Linked DNA regions of Mus musculus: region 1 is linked to region 2. Evidence: chromatin contacts called from public HiChIP or PLAC-seq data. All regions are on one chromosome and are shown on one strand. The core of a region is the stretch at or near the end of the contact, and the rest is flanking DNA. Distances in the headings are between cores, read along the strand shown. Region 1 overlaps Rora (RAR-related orphan receptor alpha). Region 2 overlaps Rora (RAR-related orphan receptor alpha).

Region 1 (6,682 bases), core at 3,416-5,915, 100 kb after region 2:
AAGTGTTTGCCTTGCCAAGTGTGAGGACCAGAGTCTGATTCTCAGAGCCCACAGAACGGCTGGGTGTACTGTCAGGAGGTTGTAAGACCAATTCTAGGGAAGTGGAGACACAGGGGATCCCCGAGGGGAGGAGTTACTGACTGAACAGCCTAACCTACTTGCTGAATTCCAGACCAATGCGAGTCACTGCTTCAAAAAGCAAGATGGGGGCTGGAGAGGCAGCTCTGTGGTTAAGAGCCCCTGATGCTCTTCCAGAGGACCCAGGTTCAAGCTCACCACCATCCCTAACTGTAGTTCCAGGAGATCCAACATCCCTTTCAGGAGTTTGTTGGTGCTAGGCATATGTATGGTGCACAGGCATTCTGTAGGCAAAACATTAGCATGTATAAAAATAAATATAATTCCTTCTTTAAAAGAGATCAAGGTAGGCAGTACCTCAGGATCGACACCTGAGGTCATTCTCTGGTCTCCATGCACACGTGAGCATGCATGTGTACCCCAAACACGCATGCATAGAGACAGGAGGAGGCTTTGCGTGTTTCCTCTTGGGTTTGACCACAGCAAGCATTCCATCATAGGTTGCAACCCTGACCAGCACTTGGCTGGCAGGCCCTGGCTTTTTCCAGCCCTTTCCTCAGATTCTAGGAGAGTAAAGAATGGTGTGATGTCTTCCTGCCCTGGGTGCGCATTCTGGGTCCTGAGGAGCTGCTGCTCTGGCGTGCAGAGAAAAGGGAAGATTCCAGCCAACTGCAGTCCTAATTTGAGGCATAAATTAATGCACACCTGACCAGGTGACATTATCCAAATGATAAATTGCCACAGGCACAGGCCATTGTGTTTGTATGGGTGATTTATGGCCTCCGTTTGGAAATGAATAGAGAAAGAAATATTTCAATGTAGCCATTTAAAACCCAAACTGTTAGGTTTGGTAGGGGCTGTCTTTAAAAGATTAAGGTGTCTTTCTTTTGTTGAAGTTGTCCATATTAATCAGAACAGCATGGCTTTTAAAAAAGTTTTCATAAAACAAGGGGAGAACGTTTGGGTTTTACACAGGACGATGGAGCAGGTAAAACCTACTCCTGTTGTAGTTTTTGTAGAAAACAGAACTCAGAAAGAAGCTCACAGGCATCTCTCCACACCTTTCCTTAGGCTTCTGTCAGCCTCTTGTCTTTGGGGGCTGAGCAGAAAATGAAAACCTTCATTGATTTCCTGCCTCATTGAATCAGAGCAAAGATTTTCATCTCTGTAGACACAGAAATATCTAAAAAGAAAAAAAAAAGACAAAGGTGGTTTGTCAACAGCAAGGGAGTGGTGTTTTAAAAGTAAAGAGCAAAAGAAATAGCCACCAGATTCATGACTTACATGAAAGTGCACACGCGCGCGCATGCGCACACACACACACACACACACACACACATACAACACAACACAAACATGCAGACACACATCACCTGACTTTGTACACACATGCTCCACCACAAGCACACACACACACACACACACACACACACACACTTCCTACATACACAGAAGTACACACACACACACACACACACACACACACACACACACACACACCTTATGCCTCCCCAGGCTTGGGATCTCCTGAGTGTGAAGCCAGCTGCTTCAGTTGATTGCCATTTGTTAAGTCCCTGCAGAGGGAAAAGAAGAGGGCCTCATGAACTATTTTGAGAGAATCCCCATGCAGGCAAAATCATGAGGACTAAATGGATTTAATCCTTCTCAGGGTAGGTGACCCTCTGTAAAGCTTGAAATAATCATGAAGTGTTGTAACCACCATTCTTGTAGTATCTACAATGCAACGTGCTCCGCCCTATCACTTGGTCCTTACATCATCCCATGATGGCCCTTGGTCATGTGATCTGTCCTTTGTAGGGTGCAGGAACAGAGTGGGATCCATGGGATCCCAGCACTTGTGCCCTCTCCCGACCTCCGTCCTTATAGTTTTGCCCCTCCCTGTCCTCTGGAGCCCACTGCCACCACCCTAAAGCCCCTCTCTGGTTACATCCATGGCCAGGTATTAAACCCAAAGCCAGCCTGCCCCATCAGCCTTCATCTTCCACATGTATAGCATCAGTCATGAATTGCTTATCTAGTCATTGTAGCAGTATGAGAACTGTGTTTTATACCACCACTACCATTGCCATCATCACCACCATCAGCACCACAAGGACCACACTCACAGTCAGCACTATCACTACAGTTACCAACATCATCACTCCCATAATCACCACCACCATCATCACTCTCAACACCAGCACCACCTTTATTAGCCTCTTCATCATCAGACATGATCAATTAGCATTATGCTGTACAGTGGGAAAGTTTTCCAAAGCAGGCCAGTTTGCTGATATTTTCTTAGGAAACTCCTATAACCTAAGGCCCCTGCAGGCGGCTCTGAAATCTATCTCAGATGGAGAGTCCTCCCCCCCCCCCATCCCACCCCCGGGGTCTGCTTGCAAATCCCACATGGTGGCCGGCCTCTCCACGGAGCGCTCAGGGCCTTCTAGTAGCAGAGCTTCTGTCTTTATGGCATTATGCATTAAAGTAGTCTGTAAAATGAAGAGACGTTCCGAGCAGCCCTTCTGGTTTTCATTTTTTCATCTTGGCACAGGGACAGAGCAAATTTTCCAGAGTGTTTTAAAGAGGAAAAACCAGCTATTCTCTAGACAGCTGTTTTGTATTGCATGGCCTCTGGATCACATTCAGTCAGAGATCTCCAAGCCACTGAGGTCCGTGTTCCTTTAAATGGGCTGTTTCTTTTATTAAAACAAGCGAGGGCTGCATTCATCCCTTATATAATCGCCTTACCTCAGAGCCTGTGGGCAGGGAGGGTTCGAAATCCTGGATCAAGCAGTTGGGACACAGTGACAGGAGGAGAGGCGGCCTTGCTGAATCTCTACTGGTTCCTTCCCCTCTGAGTCTGCAGGTGCTTAGCTCATTTTAGCCAGTGGTAATGGATTAAACGCGTTAACGGGGTCTATTCCTGTCATCCTGGAAGCATATTTCTCTGGGCAGTCAATAGGCTGCCACCCTACTGTGAAGTCTGCCCTTCATAATAACCACATTATATGTTGATGGCCCTAGTTTTAAAGCCCCTTCCCACCATGTTTCTCAGATCATTTTTATAAGCCCTCAGCCCTCAAGTACTAGATACCAAGCACCATAAAAGTGAAGAATATGTAGACATCTGCCCTTCAGAGTAGCTGGAGGCAGTAAATCAGCGAGAGTTAACTGCCCCAACACAGTGGATGCTAGGCGGGAGAGAGAAGTGAAGGGTGAGGGAACCTCACAGGGAGAGAGCATCAAAATGGGTCTTGGGAGATGAATAGGAGTTTGAGAGGTTTGTGGGGGATAGAGTAGAAGGTGCCGTTGACTTTTTACAGCAAAGGAAACCCAGATGCAGAGAATGCTGCTCTCTCACTGAGGTCACCTGGGGAAGCTGCCTTACATACGTGACTGTGCCCGGTGAGCCTGGCATCCTTCCTCCCCCGTCTCCATCCTGGTGTTTAAGGTAGTTCTCTTTTGAACATCAAAAGAAACAAGAGCTGATGTGATGTTTTTGCCTCTTCCTTGAGGGTTTCCAAAGTTGATAACTTTCCATCAGACTTGAGTCAGAGGCAGTGTTACCAAAGAGAGATTTTGTTTTAAGTTGGTTCTCCTGGCACTGCCATCTGAACTTCACAGCTAATCCCAGGCTGGGGCCAGAGAGGTGTCAGAGCTGGTTTAACTCAGTGCAACTCTCTTCTCTCTCCCTTTGTGGAATTAACAAATATGTGTTGTGTGTGTGTTATCCGGTAAGTGGTGACTCTCCCAGAGGAAAAAGGGCAGACGGCATGGCTCAGTTAGTAAAGTATCATTACGACCTCCTCAGTTTGTTCCCCAGAACCCACTTTTAAAAAGTCAGGCGTGGAGGCACACACATGTAATCCCAGCACTGGGGAGGCAGAGACAGGCAGTTCCCCTGAGTTTTACTGGCTGGCCAGTCAATCTAGCCTGCTTGTTGAATTCCAGGCCAGTAAGAAAATACCAAGGTGGGGCTGGTGAGAAGGCCTACTGGGTAAACGTGCTTGCCACCCAAGCCTGGCAACCTGAGTTCTGGTCCTAGAACTCATGGAAAGGGAAATGAAGAGAACTGGCTTCGCCGGAGTTGTCTTCTGACCACCACGTGTGTACTGTGACACACCCCACCCCTCCCCCAAAAGTGTCAAACACAGTATCTAGCTTTTAAATAGCCAGCATCCTGGAGGACAAATCCCTGAGTTTGGCCTCTGGCCTCCACATGCATACATACATACATACATACATACATACATGCACACATGCAATAAGCATTTTAAAATAAATAAAAATAAGAGAGGCCTCTGAACAAGGTGATCCTGCTCTCTAAGACATTGACATCCCTGAGGATGTCCCAGGATCACTGCCTCCTGGCAGCATCAAATATCTCTCATCCAACCCTAGCAGATTTTTGAAAAGGACCTCAGTGATAAAGAGAGAGGGTGAGACTCAAAGAGTGGCTTTCACATGGGTCGATCAGTTCTAGACTGAAATGTCTGTCTCCTCCTCTGCCCCTCCCTCCTTATCTACCTCTTTGCTCTCACAATCTCCCTGCACGGAGGTGGGGGTGGGGGGCTGATTTCAGAGAATATCAGACTGCAGAGGAAATGAGACAAGGAAACGAAATGACAGCTATCTCTCAGTCTGAGTGTGAATCACGGTGAGACGCTTTGTGTCTTAGCGGCGGGGGTGGGGGGGGGGACCTTCTGGGCATCTGATCTTCCCTTAGCAGCTGGCCTGTCTCCCCCAGAGCTTTGTGGTCAATGCTTAGGGTAAACAAATTATATAAATAAGTAATCCAAGGTTAGGGAGATGGTTTGGTCAGTAAAGTGCTTGCCTTGCAAGTGTGGGGAACTGAGTTTGATCCCCACAGACTGCCTTAAAATGCCAAGCATGGTTGCACGGGAGGGGGGAGCTGGAATGGTGGAGAAGGTGGATCACCCGGTATCTCTAACCAACCAGGCTGGCTTCCTTGGTGAGAGCTCCAAGCCAATGAGAGACACTGCCACAAACATAAGGTGGACAGGGTCTGAGGAATGACAGTTGATGTTAACCTCTGACCTCCATATACACAGGTATGTATGTGCAAATACATACATGTACCTACACACAGGAATGTACCCACACACCCCACACACAAGTAATCCACTTTAGTGGGTCAGAAGGAGAACTGTTTTTAATGCCTATGAAGCAACCTACAGGGACACACAGGATCTGAACCACCACCCCTTACCTTACACTCTAAGGCTTAGAACATCGTAGAACCCAGGTCTTTTTAAGGACAGTATTTAAGACTGGCCAGCAAGATGGGACTGCTTATAAGACATTTTGGAGAAAACTCCAGGAATCTCTCTTCCCCCATGCTAAATTCTTATTGGTTTGTTGACTTTGTGAGGGAAGGACTGTTGGTTCCCAGCAGCATCCTGGCTAATAGATGTTCAGGAAATCTCTGGCTCATAGTAAACACACACTTTAGAATATCAAGAGCAGGGACTTGACTCGTGAAGCTCTGGATTCTCGTCCCACTACTGCATAAACCAGAATGCACACCTCTAATACGGTTACTCTGAGTGTAGAGGCAGGAAGATCAGAAGTTCAAGGCCATTCTCAGCTAAGTAGGAAGTTTCAAACCAGCCTGTGCTACAGGACACCTTGTCTGGAAATAAAATTAGTTTCTCCAATGTAATATGCAGAGAGAATGAACTGAGAGGAGATCTCAAGGATGTGGAAAGATTTGAATGTGCTTCTGAGATGGAACCAGGGCACAGAGGTAAGAAGAAGCTGCAATCCAATGGGCATGGTGAAGAGTCTTGTTGGGGGAAGGCCATTCTCTTCTCCTTGAGAACACAGCTATATGTCAACTCTAGAGATGACGCAGGGTCTCTGTTTGAGCATAAATACACCACCACACATCAAGACCCTGTTGTCTTCAGGTCTTTAAAGAAACAACAAGAGGAAGTCTTTCTATTGACCAATAAGTAGGCATGTTTGTTGATCCATTATATACATTATCTTATGTTTAGGATAACCCTGCAAGGCAGGTATATTCCACCCTAGACAGATAGATCCTTGCTTTGTAGAAGAAAAGAAGGGCTCAGAGAGGGGAAGTAGCTTACTCCTTACCCAGTATTTCATAGCCAGGAAGTGGTTCTCCAGCCTGGACGGCTCTAGCTACTGAGCCTTTGTCCCTCCATTGGCCATGCTTCCTGTTAGGGTGGGGGTTGCTCTTTGGGACTGCCAAGGCTTGATGCCATGTCTTCCTTGCTGCAGCAGAGCCCCAGCCTGTGGGGTCCCTCCTCCCACATATGTTGTGGATCAGCCTGGCTCCTGCTTAGAAGAGATACGGTTTCACAGGCATTCGGTCCTAGTACTCAGGAAGCAGAGGAAGGTAGAGCTCTATGGTTATGACTAGCAAGTTCTAGGCCAACCACAACTACCTGATGAGACCCTGTCTCATTAAAAAAAGAAAGAAAAAAGGAAGGAAGGAAGGAAGGAAGGAAGGAAAGAAAGAAAGAAAGAAAGAAAGAAAGAAAGAAAGAAGAAAGAGAAAGAAGGAAGGAAGGAGAGAGAGAGAGAGAGAGAGAGAGAGAGAGAGAGAGAG
Region 2 (6,311 bases), core at 628-3,127:
TTTAACTCATTAGGAGATATTGTATTTCTCATTGCCACCTCATTTAAGTGTCTTTTACACTGAGAACTTTTAAGGATCGATCTTCTCCTATTTTGCATAATTCTAAACTCATGGTCCCTGGGAGGGTAACCACCCTTGTAATAACCATTGTGTTTCTGTTTATTCCAAATAATGTATGCCCTCCTCTGTGCCTTTGCATGGGGATGGTCTGATGAATTCGGCATTTGCCTCTTGGAAAAGGAGTTGGGGAGAATAACTCTGGACAATCAGTCTCCTGTTTCTGGGTACATTGCCCCCCTTGAGGTCAGAGTCAGCCTTGTTTTCTCTTTGGACCCTTCAGAACAAGTAAAATAAACATGAGGCCTTGGATAGATGCCTGCTGAATGTTTGTGAACTTGATTTTACTGAAATGCTCCCTCCACTGGATAAATTGAGGAAGAAAGATTGAGACAGTATCCCCTCCACACAGAGGAAGACATCCACTCCAGCACTGCTTAGGCTCATTGCGCTTTCTCTCCAAGGTCCATTCATTCTCTCTCTCTCTCTCTCTCTCTCTCTCTCTCTCTCTCACACACACACACATCTCCAACCTTATTTTTTTAGATTAATTTTTTTCAATTAGGATATATATGAAACTTGAGCCAAGAGTTGAAGCACACATGTGCCCTGAGTCAAAGCCTTCCACAGGCTGCCGTAGAAGCAAAGGAAAGGGGTTAGGGAATGTGGATCCTGTGGTAAAGTGCTTGCCTCCCATGCGTGAATCCCTGGATTTACTTGTCAGGACTGCATAAGCCAGGTGTGGTGGGTGACTCATGTCTTACCTGTGATTCCAGCACTTGGGAGGTCGAAGCAGGAGGATCAGAAGTTCAAGGTCTGTCTCAGATAAACAGCAAGTTCAAGGCCAGCGTGCACTGCATGAAATCCTATGTGGAAAAAAAAAAAACCAGAGGAGTTAAAAAAAATGAGAGAGGGGGAGAGAAGAAAGAGGAGGAGGAAGATAAAGGAGAGGAAGAGAAAATATGAAATCTTCTGTTCGGAGGTGATAGCCACTTCTTAACCCCAAATTCATTGACATCACCCATCCATGGTGGGAATATTTGCATACTTGGGACACAGAAATGACAGAGACTTTAAGTCAAGCCCCTTTCTTCTCAGGTAATCATTAAGTGTTAACTAACATAACTTTCCTTTCTCTTTCTCTCTCTGTCATAATTACTACTGACCACCAGCATGGCAGGATCTAGCATCACCATGGAAACAAGCTTCTAGACATTTCTATGAGGGAGTTTCTAGATGAGGTTAACTGAGGTGGGTGGGGCAGTGCCATTCTAAGGGCTTATCTATCCGACACTGAATAAGGACAAAGTGAGCCGAGCCCTAGTATTCCTCTGTGTTCACTGACTGCGGCTGTGGTGTGACCAGCTGCAGCTGCTGTCCTGCATTCCCCACCATGGTGGACTGTACCTTTGAACTTGGAGTCAAACAGACCCTTCCTTTTTTAGGTTCCTCTTGCCAGATATTTTGTCAGAGCAGTGAGAAAAGCAGCCCTGCCCCAGTTCCTCTTCTAGAACAAGGCTAACACTTTCTTTTCACCGTATGATACCTAGAAAATGACCCAGGATGGAGTTTTAGTGAGAAAAGGTGAAGCCTGTTCTTAGTAAAGGACAGAGAAGCCTGGCGCTTCTCTCTGCCTGCAGCTAAGTTCAGAACAGCAGACTTAGGGTCGGAGGCTCGGGTGTTGTACTATCCCCACGTGTAAAGGAGATTCCCTTCCGTGTCTGAAATAAGAGTACAAGAAGCTGAGCACAGCACAGAACCACCTGATAAGCATACAGCTATGCTGAGGTGACCTTTGCTAATCTTAAAACTGACGTGAGCAAGGACTTGTCAGAATCTCCAAAAGTCTGACCTTATCTGACTATATGACACTGTTAAGATGACTGGAGTGTGTGTGTGTGTGTGTGTGTGTGTGTGTGTGTGTGTGTGTGTGTGTGTGATATTTATAGTGCTTTGTGTTGATAAATCAATGGGTCAAGTGCTTACTATGCAAGCATAAAGACTTAAGTTTTAATGATCCCCAGCACCCATAGAAAAACCTGGGAGTAACAGTGTGTGTGTGTGTGTGTGTGTGTATGTGTGTGTGTGCGTATGTGTGTAAAACCTCAGCTCCAGGGGATCACTGAAGCTCACTGGCCATCCAGCCTAGCCAAATCAACAAGCTCCACGTGAGAGACCTGGTCTCGAAAAATAAGATGGAGATCTACTAAGGGCGATGCTAAGTGTCAGGCTCTGACATCCACGCTTCATGAGCGCATGCAGGTGCACAACAGGCATTCAAAACTCTCACACACACTTAAAAAAAATAAAAATATTTAAGGCATATTATAAACGAAAAATTATGGAAAGAATGAGTTCAAATGGCGTGCCCGAAAGTTGCTGTGATTCAGGGTTACGTCTGGGGTAGTCTCATTCATATTTCTCAAACAGTGGCATAGGAGAGTCTGACTCATTCTTGTTGATTAGTCTCCTGGTTCCCAGGCAATGAGCCCCTGTGTCTTACTGCATACTCAGAGGGGTGCCAGGAAATATTTAAACAGTGGAGGAAAACAGTGATTTGTGACATCTGTCAGACTCATGTGAACGCCTTGTTCAAGGAGCTCACAGTTCCACTACTGGAGTCCTCTACATTTAATGATGTCACAACAGTGCAAAACTGGGGTTTTGGGCAATCACTATAATGTCAAGTGTGACATCAAGAAAATCAGTATGGAATAGGAATTGAGGGTGTGGGTTTCCAATGTGATGGCAAGGTCTAAAAAGTTGTGTGGTACCCACCAGTCACATGTGTCTCACTAGAAGGTACTTGTGACTATTTAACAATAAATTGGAAGAGGAATTTCCTTTAGTTTAAATATGTCATTTTTCAAAAACCTATTAAATTGGGGGATATAAACAGTATTTTAATAAATAAAATAAATGTTTCTTTAGGATGTGTAGGTTGTAAAAACAGACAGACAAACAAACAAGAAAAACAACTGAATCATGAAGAATATCATGAATCAAAAAATCTTTTTTTAAGTTTCCCAGTAAGACAAGAAAATCAGTGTTCACTGTGGAATAAAAAGCATGAAGCAGTGTTTTGTATGTGTATCCCACTTAGGCGTGGTTTTTGTGTCAAACATGCAGTGGGCATACATGGATACATGAGGTTTTTCTGACCTAAGGGAAGAAGACAGGAATAATTTTACCATGTAGCAGATACCATGGCCATATCCTTTACATGTTTATTTCTATCAATATCTACTAAAAAAGGAGAAAACCTGTGTGGAAGTGTACATGTTTCCTGTGTGGAGTGTTGGGGGTCATATCATACGTCTGTAGTCAGTGACTCCATCTGACTCACGCAGATTAAGCCTCAGTTAGCAGCACACTGGGCCATTCTGACAGCAGTATTAAAATAGCCAGCCATGTGGCTTCAACATAAATCTAGAAGGTGTCATTCGCTGATGCTTGTGACAATCATGTGTCTTATAGACTCCTCCTTTTCCTTATCTGCCTGTGTTAACCATTTTGTGGCTGGTCTTCATAGACTTGTTAGCAGATGTGTGTGTGTGTGTGTGTGTGTGTGTGTGTGTGTGTGTGTGTGTGTATGTGTGTGTGTGTTATGAACACCTATGTGCAGTTGTATGTTCCTATGTGCACCTGTGCAGAAGCCAGATGAGATGTCTATCATTCCTGGTCTATCACTCTCTGCCTTATTCCTTGAGACAGGGTTCCCTGGCTGCATCTGAAGCTAGACTGGAGGGAGTCCTATGAGCCTCAGCCATCCTTTTGTCTTCATCCTTTTGTCTTCATCATCTGCAGCACTGGGATTATAGGTGTATGTGTGTGTGTGTGTGCACGCACGCCCATGACTGGTTTTCTGTGTGGGGACTGGGATTCAAACCCATGTCCTTATGCTTGTGCAACAAGAACTCTTCTGCATCTACTGAGAAGTCTCCTCACACCCACAGTAGACACTGTAATACTTTATCTCCCCTTGATGGTATAACAATATCACCCCACTTTAAAACATTCTACTTGTCTAATTAGAAATGGCCTTTTTAAACTTGAACTTTGTAGCTTGTACCCAAAGTTAAAATATGACACATAAAGTTCGTTGTACTGTGGCTGTGAGGATGTGTGCTCTTCAGGACCCTCATTAGTAATGAGAGCCATCTAGACAAGGTGCTTTTCATTCACACCAACGCCTGCGTTGTTCATTGGGGAAATGACTACAGTGATATTCCAGAGCCTATCCTTCGCTGGTCTTTGTGTAGGGAAAAGCAGGTTCCAGGTTGGAAGCCAGTCTGACTGAGCTGCTGTCAGCCTCCTATATTAGCTGGATTAGGGAGTCCTTAACAACCTCTCAAGAAGAGTTTGACTTTGTGGCCTGACATTTGTAAAATGGATATTCTGCACACACATTCCCCAGATTTTGTTGACTGAGAGATTACCCAAACTCTATGCCGATAAAGCCCTGTTTAATCTGGGCTTACTTGACCGTGTGTTTAGTCTGAAGTGTGGGTAGGAGACTGAGCCGTGCTCTGCAGAGGCTCTCTGTTGATGAGCCATGCTCAGAGGTAGTTGTTGTCAGTGCTCAGACTCAGGTGAGTCAGCCTAACTTGAAGGCAGAACCTTAGAAGCCGAGCAGCTGAGGACTGCGGGCTTAAGCTGCTCAGGAAACTCCCTGTCTGGCTTGCTTACCTTTTACTACTGACTTTTCACCTACTTACTTCCCTGGATTTCCCCTCTTTCCTCCTCATAAATGTAGTGGTCATTTTTCCACCTACATGTGTGCATCAATAAGATAAGAACAGTGAAGGCCCATGTCTAGACGGGTCGTGTGAGTTGGGTGATCTTGACAGTCTACTTTTGATGGGTCCAGGGAGTTAAGTCCCTTACCTCTTTCTGTGTGTCTCTCTCTCCCTCCCCCTTTCTCTGTCTCTGTCTATCTCTGTCTGTCTCTGTCTGTCTTTGTCTCTCTGTCTGTCTCTGTTCATGTGTGTATGTGTGTGTGTGTGTGTGTGTGTGTGTGTGTGTGTGTGTGTGTGTGAGTAGATGGGTGTGAATGTGGCATAAGGTAAAAAATTGTTGCTTGCCCAGAGATGACATACTGGTCTTTGTTTCTCTAGGGAATATTTGTCCCCTGCCTGAGTCCAATGTTAATTTACTGATTCCTGAAGGCCAATTCCTCAGGGAAAGTTTGTTGGATCTTAGTGGAAACCTAGCAAGGGCATATCTTACCTCTAATCCCGCTCCAGCTGCCTATTAGCTCTCTGAAAACCATAGGCTAGAGAAACCTCTGCACAGGGTCTTTGCCCAGTTTCTCTTGGAGCACTTCACAGGACCAAACAAAACCAGGAAATACTGGCTTACTATCTACGGAGTTCTGCCCAACACGGTCAAACACAGAGAAGCGGGGCTGTGCAGAGAGAGCTAGCTTATTGGTTTAGTTCTGGTCTCCAAACCTAGAAGTACACCCGCGCTAGTATCAAACAGAAGGCTCTAAAGCCTGGCTACCATTGACTTCACTGTGCTTGTTCTTCAGAGTTGTCAGAATTCAGTCTTAATCTCAGAACTGCCATTTACCAGTATGCACCTGGACGTAGCTTCCTCTGCCTCAGGCTGGGAAGTAGGCAAGGTATTCCCATGTCATGATGCTCTGATGTATAGATGAATTTGTGTGAGTGAGAAAAGTGCCTAGCACATTGTAGATGCCCACTTTTTTTGGGTTCTACTTCAGATCCCAGTTCAACATTTGAAATACTCTAGGAAAAGAGAAGAAAGAGGAAGGGCTGAGAGAAGCATCCGGTCCTGGTTCTACCTATACACGGGGCCTCGTCCATCTTTCTCTCCTGCTCTTCCTTACTTTATCTTGGGCATCATTTCCCATCACCCTATTGCCTGACTCTGCCGAATCTTGTGAAGACTGAAGTGAATGAGTGTAGACTAAGAGCTATAGCTGTCAGTGCTTAGTGGGGGAGACCAATCCTAGACGAGAATTTGCTGTTTCCAGCGTGAGAGGGGTCTCTTGACAAACATTTTCCAGAGTCATAGCTTCAAGTACAAATTCCTAACAACTTCAGAGAAAGTGCATGGATCATTTGGAAATGCAAATGCCTCAGGATGAGGGCCAAGGGCTGGGGAAATGGCTCAGGCGAGCATGAAGACATGTGTTCAATTCTCCAAAAGTCACAATACATTATGATGTGTGCTTGTGCGCCAGTTGCTGAGGAAGATCCCTGGACCTCACTGGCTACCTAGCCTAG

Evidence for each region. HiChIP or PLAC-seq counts read pairs in DNA pulled down with a chosen protein or histone mark.
Region 1: an H3K27ac HiChIP or PLAC-seq map of regulatory T cell precursor shows a contact between it and region 2, with 3 times the contacts expected there. The contact joins two enhancer-like sites. A contact is called at or near these places in 4 of 484 Hi-C or Micro-C datasets (Th1 cells, cerebellum, nephron progenitors and 1 more) and 6 of 115 datasets of contacts at active chromatin or transcription factors (CD8 T cells, Th17 cells, double positive thymocytes and 3 more).

What each region holds. Positions count from the first base shown.
Region 1 is chr9:69,068,801-69,075,482 of GRCm38.p6, forward strand. All of the region lies in intron 1 of Rora (RAR-related orphan receptor alpha), which reads left to right. Among named protein-coding and RNA genes, the nearest start is that of Gm46153, 230 kb to the right of the region's middle. Within about 2 kb of position 4,666, at least 15 of the 459 cell types and tissues checked have an H3K27ac peak or open chromatin away from gene starts, as enhancers often do. A contact at or near this core is called in Th17 cells, regulatory T cells and regulatory T cell precursor, where this site is marked.
Region 2 is chr9:68,967,769-68,974,079 of GRCm38.p6, forward strand. The region is part of intron 1 of Rora (RAR-related orphan receptor alpha); the gene reads left to right. Among named protein-coding and RNA genes, the nearest start is that of Gm31262, 150 kb to the left of the region's middle. Within about 2 kb of position 1,878, at least 7 of the 459 cell types and tissues checked have an H3K27ac peak or open chromatin away from gene starts, as enhancers often do. A contact at or near this core is called in Th17 cells, regulatory T cells and regulatory T cell precursor, where this site is marked.